2 separate regions of the Rattus norvegicus genome follow, and region 1 is linked to region 2. Evidence: chromatin contacts called from public Hi-C data. All regions are on one chromosome and are shown on one strand. The core of a region is the stretch at or near the end of the contact, and the rest is flanking DNA. Distances in the headings are between cores, read along the strand shown.

Region 1 (5,259 bases), core at 2,688-5,187, 210 kb before region 2:
CTCGAGAGCTGTTTACCGACCTCTGAAGCCGATGGCTCCACCAGTGATGCAGCCGCTGATGACGCTGTTCTTCCAGTCTGACTTCCCCCGGTACTGTGGGGGGAGAAACGCTGTTTAGAGCCAGGGGACTGAGCCAGACAAGGCCGAGGAAGAAAACACAGCGCTCCCAGCTGCCCAGTTTAGTCCTGCTCAAACCTTTATTTCAAAAGGGCTGTTCCTAAATTGTATGTGCTTATACATGGTTCCTGCAGGTGGCACCAGAGAGCTAAAGTCAAGTCTAGCATTTGGGAAGCAAAATTTCCGTATATTCTCCAGGATAATTTTATTAATTACAATGACCTGAATTGGGGATGTAGTCCAGGTCAAGCCCTTGCCTAGTATACATAAAGCCCTAAGTTCAATCCCCAGTACCAAATAAATAAGATAAACAAAACAAAAACCCACTTGCCTACAGAAGATTTTTAAAAATGTGCAAAATCCACATAATATGTAAAAAGTTCACATTAGGGACTATTTTTTGGATGAACAATCTAGATTAAAATTGACATTTTTAAATGTTTGTGTTGAGGCAAGGTCTTTCCAGCCCAGCCTGGTCCAGATCTCATGATCCTCCGCTTCAGTTCCTGAGTGCTAAAGCTGCAAATATGGACCACATTTCTGATAGCATTCTGAAGGAACACCTCGAACACCGCTCTTTTTAAAAGCTGTGCAATGGGCTGGGTGTGCTGGCACGTGCCTTTAATCCCATCCCTGCACTCAGGAGATAGACAGGAGGATCTAGTGAGTTCCAGCCATTCAGGGTTACACTGTAAGACCCTGTTTCAAAAAAGGAGGGTGTGTGGCTGGAGAGATGGCTTGGTAGTTAAGAGCACTGGCTTTTCTCCCAGAAAGACCCTGGTTCAATTCTCTAGACTTACATGGCAGCTAGCAACTGTCTGTAACTCCAGTCCTAAGAGACCAGATACGCTCCTCTGGCATCCTCAGGCCCCAGGTACACGCATGATGCACATACATAGCAGGTAAAACATTCACATTCACATTCACATTCACACACACACACACACACACACACACACACACACACACACACACACACCCAAGCGTTTTTAAATGATTTAAAAAAAAAAAAGATAATTAAAAAGTGTACAAGGGCAACAGGAAGAGCTTTCTTAAGAAGCAAGAGGCACTTACAGACTCTACCAGACACTCAGTACAGGAAAACATGGCACCCACAATGGCAAAATTTTTGGCATAGGACATTCCTCTCTGTCCCATGTCCTTCAGGACTTCTCTTGCAGTTGGTGTCCGGTAAGGGTCCTTGGGGTCAAAGCCCACGTTGGTATCAATGCCAGCAGTAAAGACACCAAATGCGCCTCCCAAGACAAATCCTAGAGGTAAGCAGAGATAAGAGTTCTTTTGCACATTCTCTAGTTTACCATTTGGGGATGGTAACTGAAGATGGCCTTTCTGGTCTCTTGGCACTCGGTCCTGATCCGGCTTTCCTCACAGTACAGTCGGAGTCTACCCCCACAACTCCTCTAGGATTTATGCCTTTCAGCTTTAACCCTGTTCTTCAGCTACCAACGTTGTATATGACCTGTAACAACACTCATACAGTCACTCAGTAAGGAAGCATCATGTCCCCGCTACTCTGGAATATTCCTTATTTTTCATAGTAACTTGTGAGGTAGATGTTACTATCTCCCCTTCCTGGCTTTTCTGTTTGAGGGCCTCACTACATAATCCCGCTGGCCTCGAACCTGACACTGTAGAACAGGCAAGCTCCAACTCCAGAGGTTCATTTGCCTTTGCTTCCCAAGAGCTTGGATTAAAGGTTCTGAAACCACCATCCACCCTGCCTCTCTAAACCAAACCCTGGAGAGGTTAAGTAACTGTCTTCAGAGTCACATGAATATTAAACATGGAATCCTATGTTTCTGTCAACAAATGCCTTGTCTGAGCCTTCTTTTGTCTGTGAGTGTAGGCCAGAGTGGGTGCCATTCCTCAGGAATTACCCACCAATTTCTTTTTGTTGTTGTTGTTTGTTTGTTTGTTTTCTAAGACAGGGTCTCTCTGTGTAACAGCCCTGGCTATCCTGCCTCTTCCTCTCCAGTGCTGGGCTTAAAGGCCCCATAGCCTCACCCAGCCATACCTGGCTTTTTTACATAGATGCTGGGTTCTGAACTCAGACCTTCATGTTTGCATGATAAGCACTTTACCAACTGGGCTTTCTCCCCAGCCATTTCTGTATGATGTCTTTTCAAGATGATCACCTCAAGATCAATGTAAGCTCAATGAAGCTAGACCCCTCCTCTCCTGGTCTTGCTTTCTAATCACTTCAGCTCCAAAACTCTATCTCTTCTTTCTACTTATTTGTTTGTTTTGATTTTTTAAATATTTATTTATTTATTTATTTTATGTATATGAGTACACTGTAGCAGACACACCAGAAGAGGGCATCAGATCCCATTACAGATGGTTGTGAGACACCCTGTGGTTGCTGGGAGTTGAACTCAGACCTTTGGAAGAGCAGTCCATACTCTTAACCACTGAGTCATCTCTCCAGCCTGGTTGTTTTGGTTTTTGAATTAGTTTCTCAGGGCTGGAGAGATGGCTCAGTGGTTAAGAGCACTGACTGTTCTTCCAGAGGTCCTGAGTTCAATTCCCAGCAACCACATGGTGGCTCACTACCATCTATAATGAGATCTGATGCCCTCTTCTGGTGTGTCTGAAGACAACTACAGTGTATCCATATACATCAAATAAATAAGTCTTAAAAAAAAAAAAAAGAATCAGTTTCTCTATTATGTAGCCCTGACTTTCCTGGAATTCACTCTATAGACTAGGCTGACCTGGAACTCTTGAGATCTGACTGCCTCTTCCTCCCCACTATTTAAGATTTGAACTCCTGTATTTTTAAAATGTTCTTCATTCTTAACGAAATTTAAACTCATCTACAAATAAACAACCTTTTTACCTGTACACTATAAGTATGCTGTACATTCTCAAACCCTGGAAGATTAATATGTGTATGTGTGTGTGTGTGTGTGTGTGTGTGTGTGTGTGTGTGTGTGTTGTTAACATCCATCCCAGCCTCACCCCGACTAATCACACTGGCCTTCGCTGTTTTTTGTTTTTGTTTTTGTTTTTGTTTTTTTTTAATTCTGAGACAGGGTGTCTCTATGTAGTCCTCCCTGTCTGTCTGTCTCTGCCCACCACCACCACTCCCAGTGCTGGGGTTAAAGGCTTGGGCCACCATCACCCAGTAATAATTTCCAAACTCCAAACTCCTGCCTTGAGGACCTTTGCATTTGCAACTCTACAGCATTCTTCTCTTTGCGTCCTAATATTCTCCTTCAGGGCTCCTGTCGCTTTCATCCATATTCCTTCTGCCGGGCACCTGACCGTTACATAGTAACAACTTAATGAATGAACGAACGAACGAACGAACGAACGAACGAACGAATAAAACGAAGAAAAGAAAGCAACAATTTAGGAACCTGCAGACCCTGACTGTGAATGTTAATCTCAGGGTCAAGAGCGGCATCTCCGGGTTCAAGGAGTCAGCCAGCCCGGGAGCGATCAAGGTCGAGATGCACAGGTTCCTCGCCTCCCAGGCGCGTGGTCTTAGCAAGGAACCTTAAAGTTCTCCAAGCCCTCAGCCTCCCAAGGGTCCCACAAGCCTCGCCTCACCTCCCACACAGGCCAGCACAGCCTTGAAGGCGCAACTTTCCATCGCCCTCTCGATCATCTTCTGCTCCTCGCTCTTGGCAGGACTCGGGATCCCGCCCAGACTGCCAGGCTCCAGAAGCCGTGGCTGACGCTTGTCGCCCACCAGGTGCTGAAGAAGAAGGCTGTACTGCAACGGAGCTTCGGCGGAACCCGCCGCCTCAGGAGCTGAAGCCCCAGCCTTGGCGGCCGCCATGACTGTACGGGCTCTAGTACCTTTCACGTCGTATTTCCCACAGCCGATTCCACATGCTAACCGAGGAGTCCGGCCAGCCTAACGACAACGGCAGATTCGCCACACTGAGGAAGCTGTAGAAGCAAGAGTCAGCCTTTGCATCAGCGTCGAGGAAGCTATCACGTTTCCTCAACGCCTCTTTAAACAGTGAACCAAGTTTGTAAGGCATTGCTAAAAACTCTGACAAGGTTTAGTAGCTCAAGAACACCCCTCAACTAGGGGCTCCATTGCGGTGCGTGCCGGGATTTGTAGTTCTAATTCGAATGTCCAACTGTATTTCCCAGAAAGCCGTGCGCACTCGCTGGCTTTGCTACTTCCTTTGAAAGCTCGTCTGAGAAGCGGCCGAAGAGAAGTCGGATCCTGTTAGGCTGCAGTTCGTCGAACTTGCAGCAGGGGACGCACGTGTCCGCTTTGTTGCCAGGCCATAAAGCAGAGCTCCAGCTACTACAGTCACTAGAACCACAGACTGGTTTACATTCTGAGATCGAATGTACGCCCTTTGTATGAAAGTGTTGAAACATGACATAAATGTGTTCAAAAAGCATTTTATTACATATTTATTAAGCCTTTAAGGAAGAATAAAGAAGGCCAACAAATGTGAGTGGTGGTCTAGCACGCCTTAAAGCCCAGACAGGCAGATCTCTTGAGTTTGAAGCCAGCCTACTAGTCTACAGAGTGAGTTCCAGGGCAGCTGGGGCTCCACAGAGAAACCATTAAGGAGAGAGAGAGAGAGAGAGAGAGAGAGAGAGAGAGAGAGAGAGAGAGAGAGAGAGAGAGAGAGAGAGAGAGAGAGAGAAGAGAAGAGAAGAGAAGAGGAGAGGAGAGGAGAGGAGAGAGAGAGAGAGAGAGAGAGAGACCAAGTACAGAGTATTGCATAGGGTACTAATGGCATACGACTATGGTAACAATGGAAGATGTCAAACCCCATGGCTGGTAGTTGCCGGGTGTGGTGGTGCACTTGGAGAGATCTGCCTGCCTCCAGAGTGTTGGGATCGAAGGCGTGTGCCACTACACCAGGCAACTTGGAATCGTTAATGCTTTGTGGTTTTTAGTGTTAGAGAGCTAAGTTTGAACTTTTTGAAACTCATTTCTTTCTAGATGCCATCCTTGTTTGTTTGTTTGTTTGTTTGTTTGTTTGAAGCAGGGGTTCCCTGTGTAGCCCTGGCTTCTTGGGGAACTCACTCTGTAGACCGGGCTGGCCTCAAACTCAGAGGTCTGCCTTGCTTTGCCTCTGAGTGCTGGGATCAAAGGCGTTGATCACCAACCATCCTATTTCTAGATGCCATTCTTGTACC
Region 2 (5,315 bases), core at 871-3,370:
TCTTTCTGTCTTATTTTTATTTTCTTAATTCTATGTGTATAGGTGTTTCGCCTGTATATAAATGTATACACCATGTGCATGCCTGATGTCCAAGGAAGCCATAAAAGGGTGCTGGATCCCTTGGAACTGGAGTTACAGACCGATGTAAGCTACCATGTGGGTGCTGGGAATTGAATCCAGGTCCTCTGGGAGAGCAGCCAGTGCTCTTAACCGCTAAGCCATCTCTCCATCCCCTTTATTTTTAAATTATGTATATGTGCATCATGTGCGTGGGTGTTCCTGGAGGCTGAGGGGATGTTGGACGCCGTGGAGCTGGAGTTCCATGGTTGCCGGCTGCTCAGTGAAAGTGCTGGTAACTAAACTTAGGTTCTGGATCCTCTGGAAGAGCAACAAGCAGTATTAATGGCTCAGTCATCTTGCCAGCCTTTGTTTTTGATTTTTTCTTTCTTTCTTTTTTTTTTTCCAGAGCTGGGGACCGAACCCAGGGCCTTGCGCTTGCTAGGCAAGCGCTCTACCACTGAGCTAAATCCCCAACCCTGTTTTTGATTTTTAAGAATCTCATTACATAGTCCAGCTGGCCTCAAACTCTCCACCTTTCTGCTTCAGTTCCCAGAGTCCTGGTATTTATAGGCATGTGCTACCACAGTCAGACGGCACCTATAGTTTCTGATAATAAAACTACCGTATGTTCATTATAGACATGTGGGAAAATAAAGAAAAAATATTTCCTTGTCATTTGCTTTTGGTTGAGAAAGTAAATTCCATATCCACCTACCCTCCATCTTCCAAGGGTTGGGATTAAATATAGACTTATACCATCACACCCAGCCAAATTTGCTCTCAAAAAATAAATATTCTGCTTTCTGAAATACACTGTGTATACATTCCCATGTTATTAAATAATTTTCAAAACAATGTTATGAGTCAATGTGTGTGTGTGTGTGTGTGTGTGTGTGTGAGTGTGTGTGCCGAATGTGTGGAGGTCAGAGGGCAACTTGTGGAAGTTAGGACTCTCTTTCCAACAAGTGGGTTCCAAGGATGAATTCAAGCATCAGGCTTTTCAAGCAAATGCTCTACTGGCTGAGCCATCTTGATGTCTCCTCTGCACTTCTGCAATTATATTTTTTAAGCAGTTTCTTTGGTTGCTAAAAATTATACTACTTACACATTTTTTTGGCAAACCAAAACAAAATTCCATTCCTAATACTGCAATTTTTTTTAATGAAAAGAGCAAATTATATTATTCCTGCAGAAATTTCGATAAAACTATATGTCAGAAAAAAAAAAAAAGTTCAGCAGGGCCAGATACTCCTTGGTCGAGGGTTTCACAATGTCAAACTGGTAAGGCAACCCTTCCCTTGGCTGCAATTCCCTCATTGTTCCAGTACCTGCTGGAAAAGCCGTTCCACAGGGCGATCTGGCTCCTCTTTTTGTGATGTAGGAGGCTAAACACCCTAACATTTCCTGTACTACCTGCCTAAGTTTGCATAATACTTCCATATTTAATGCTCACCCCATCTAACGTAGTGTACGCAGGGCAGATGGGAGTACTTTGTTCAAGGTCGTAAGGTTATCAAGGGTGTAAACAAGGATGTACAGCTTGGACGTCCAGTCTCAAAAATCAAACACTTTCCTGCGTTGAGTCATTTTCCCCCCTACTCCCCACCCTAGTGAGGAGGCTTCAGACAATTTTGCGCAGGGGATCCTTATCTAAGACACTCCCCCAAACTTCATATGCCCTTGGCAACACCGCCACTTACCAGCGAGTCATTTCACCCGCTATGGTAGGGGGTCACAGACTGTTCCAGACCAAGGGGATCCAGCGAGTGGGTTGTATGTTGGCTTCGTTGCCAGAGGGGCTTACTGCCCATCCATTGAGACACTGACGGGGCCAACCGCTCTCTGGGGCGCCCCCGCTCTCCAGCGACACTACGGCGCCGGTGGGAGACGCGCCCTGGGCGAGGTGGGGAGGGTTCCCAATCTTAAGAACCCGCCGCGTGCGGCCAGGGAACCTGTGGTTAAGGGTTATCTGGAGATTTTCCAGGGATTTGACTGCCATGGCTGAAGTCAGTCCTCCGCTATCCCAGAGTCCCCCGGTTCCCGGAAGTGCCCGACTCTCCGGAAGTGCCGGGCTAGACGAGCGAGTAGCGGCTTTCTCGAGCCCTGTACCTGGAGGATTGCAATTCTGGGGTCCTGGTGATAGACAGATCACGACAGGGTTGGAGAGGGCGTCGGGGGCTGAGCGGCGGGATGATGGAGGAGGAGGAACTGGAGTTTGTGGAGGAGCTGGAGGCTGTGCTGCAGCTCACGCCAGAGGTGCAACTAGCCATCGAGCAGGTGAGCGCTCCACCCCCTCAGGAGGGTGCTACGGTGGAATGGGCGGCTCTGGGCCGGGGTCGAATCCACCCTTCTAGGCTGGAAAGGTGGTGGCTCGAATTTAGAGCGGAAGTCTGGATGGTAGTGAAGGTGGGAATGGGTTTCTCAGCCCGGGGACAAAACACGTCTTCTCCAGGCTCTTTAGAGGTTGTCACGCCCTGCTAGGTTTGGGCCTAGATGTACTCTTTGACAGGATGAACCTAGGAGCCCTGTGACTGGAGAATTCGGATTATGGGAGATTTTTAAGACCTCATTCATTTTCTAGCTAGTACTGCTTCTCCCATTTCTCAGGTTAAGCTCTTGGAGTGCTTTGGAATTGGCAGCGGGATACTTTCATTGCGGAAACAAATGACCGAATAGGGGTGTGGGGAGGCATACTGGAAAATGGCTCTTGTGCTGGTGTATGGGTGTGTGTACTTGACACAAGCTGGAGTCATCTGGGAAGAGAAAGCTTCAGTCGAGAATTGCCTCCATCGGATTGGCTCACAGGCAAGTCTGTGGGGGCATTTTCTTGGTTGATGCTGTAGAATGGCCCAGCCTACTATGGGAGGTACCACCCCTGGGCAGCAGGTTCTGAGTTGTATAGAAAAGCAAGCTGAGCAAGCCATGGAAAGTAAGCCAGTAAGTAACATTCCTTGGTGGTTTCTGCTCTATTTCCTGTCCTGGTTTCACCTGATAATATACTGTAACCTGTAATCCAAAGAAATTATTTACTTCCCAAGTTTTTGGTCATGCTGTGTTATCACAGAAATGTAAAGCAAACTAAGACAGTTCTTTACCATAATTAAAAGGTTGAGGGCTAGTGAGATGGTCAGTGGGTAAAGGCACTGTGCCACCAAGGCTGCTGACCTGAGTCTCTTTCCCAAGACCCTCAAATAGAGGGAGAAAACTACTCTTGACCATAACACACACACACACACACACACACACACACACACACACATCTCCCTACCCCCTGGTCTACAAAGTGAGTTCCAGGATAGCAAGGGATACACAGAGAAACAAATAAAAAAGTATTAATGGTCCATATATGCTAATTATTATTATTTTTTTCTTTTTTTCGGAGCTGGGGACCGAACCCAGGGCCTTGCGCTTGCTAGGCAAGCGCTCTACCACTGAGCTAAATCCCCAACCCCGCTAATTATTATTAGTAGAATTAATATTTTACTTGGGCAATAGTCACTAAGTGAGGTACACTCTTCCTTTCCATTAGTATTGGAGGATTGAACTAGATCCTTGGCACATGAGGTAAGTAAGTGTCTTACCACTGAGCCATATCAATATCTCCTGATGTGCTTTTTCTTACAGTGTGAACCCATGTCAGTTCCCTTAAGGAAGATCTTTCTCCCTTTATCAAGAACAAAACCCTATGCAGAGGCCTACACAGTTACTTCTAGTATCATGACCATACATTTTAATATACTTGACAAGGGACTTTAGTCACCAAAACCTTCTTGTTGAGAAGAGAGGACTCTTAGGGATATTCTTCAGTGTCACCCAAATTGCAAAAATTCTCAACATTTTAAGATTTTTACTGTATTTATGTGTATATGACCTGTACATGTGTCTCCTTGAAATTCCTTAAACCACCCATGAAGTACAGTGTCTTAACATCTTTTGGTAAATCTAGAATTTTTCTGCTAACACTGAAGCCTGACATTCTCTCTATAGGTGTCACCGGATGAAGTAGCTTAAGTCAAGGGCTGTGTTGTGTGAAATCTGTTAATGCCTGGGATTAAACCCAGGAACAGGAAGAGAAGAATGAAGAAACTGGGAGCAGTTAGGAAGTGGATAGCCCATTTCCTCATACTGCTCACAATGACAGGCCCTGTTCCCAGCACTCCCTCTGCCAAGGGCTTTTAATTAATTCTGTAATCACACGTACGTGTGGTGTATTCTCACCATAGGTGTACAGCACAGAAGTGAAATGCTAAACTTTTCAAAGACATTACTAAGCTCCACCTCTCACTGGCTTTGCCTCCACTTGCCCTCTACATCACAGAAGCCATAACTCTTCTAATAACCATCTTTTCTAAGAAGTCATATTGGTTCGTTCATTTTTATTCTTAAAAAATTACTTATTTACAGTTTATGTGTATATATGTGTGAGCCTGAGTGAGTTTATGTGTACAATGTAAATTCAGGGGCCCTTCAAGGTTGGCAGATGCATTAGGTTCCCTGGAACTGGAGTTGGAGTCCATTGCAAGGAGCTACCATATGGGTTCTAGAAACTGAATCCAAGTCCTCTGCAAGAGCAGCCATTGCTCTTAACCCTGAGCCATCTCTCCAACTCCGGATTCTCTATATTTCACGGACTGTTTTGCTGAAGATTGCTTTACAGAGTTATTATCTGTCTTGAGCTAGTAAAGTTCAGAACCCAAGGGATCACTTTCTTTTCCTCTTTTGTTTTGTTTTATTATTTGTATCCCTGTGCACTGGTGTGCTTGTGGAGGTCAGAGGATAAATTGCAGAGTTAAGTCAATTCTCTTCTACAACATGTGGGACCTAGGGACTGAACTCAGGTCATCAAGCTTACAGAAAATTATTTTACCTGCTGAGTCTAATTTTGCTAGTCTCTGCACCTCGCTACCCTGTTTTGGAAGCAGGGTCTCATGTAGGCCTTGCCCTCACAATGTAGCTAAGATTGATCTTGAGTTCCTGATCCTCCACAATCACTCTGGTACACATGTGCACTCACACCACCTCCCCAGTGCTAGGATTATAGGCGGTTACCATCATGCTCCAGCCTTTTTTTTTTAAAGATTTATTCATTTATTATATATAAGTACACTGTAGCTGTCTTCAGATACATCTGAAGAAGGCATTGGATCTCTTTACAGATGGTTGTGAGCCACCATGTGGTTGCTGGGAATTGAACTCAGACCTCTGGAAGAACAGTCAGTGCTCTTAACCGCTGAGCCATCTCTCCAGCCCATGCT

The links. A called contact is a pair of places that touch in the nucleus more often than the background predicts.
Region 1: a contact with region 2 is called in a Hi-C map of Schwann cells, with 15 times the contacts expected there. The contact joins the promoter of Timm22 here to the promoter of Vps53 in region 2. A contact is called at or near these places in 10 of 12 Hi-C or Micro-C datasets (the A7r5 cell line, the Rat2 cell line, Schwann cells and 5 more) and 1 of 1 datasets of contacts at active chromatin or transcription factors (oligodendrocytes).

What each region holds. Positions count from the first base shown.
Region 1 is chr10:61,750,364-61,755,622 of GRCr8, reverse strand. It overlaps Timm22 (translocase of inner mitochondrial membrane 22), which reads right to left and starts at 3,937. Exons shown (of 4, transcript NM_032618.1): 1 at 3,694-3,937; 2 at 1,192-1,388; 3 at 21-93. The coding sequence starts at 3,925.
Region 2 is chr10:61,533,717-61,539,031 of GRCr8, reverse strand. Vps53 (VPS53 subunit of GARP complex) reads left to right here and starts at 2,120. Exons shown (of 22, transcript NM_001105813.1): 1 at 2,120-2,337. The coding sequence starts at 2,251. LOC103693391 (a long non-coding RNA gene) reads right to left here and starts at 1,998. Exons shown (of 2, transcript XR_594815.4): 1 at 1,761-1,998; 2 at 1-378.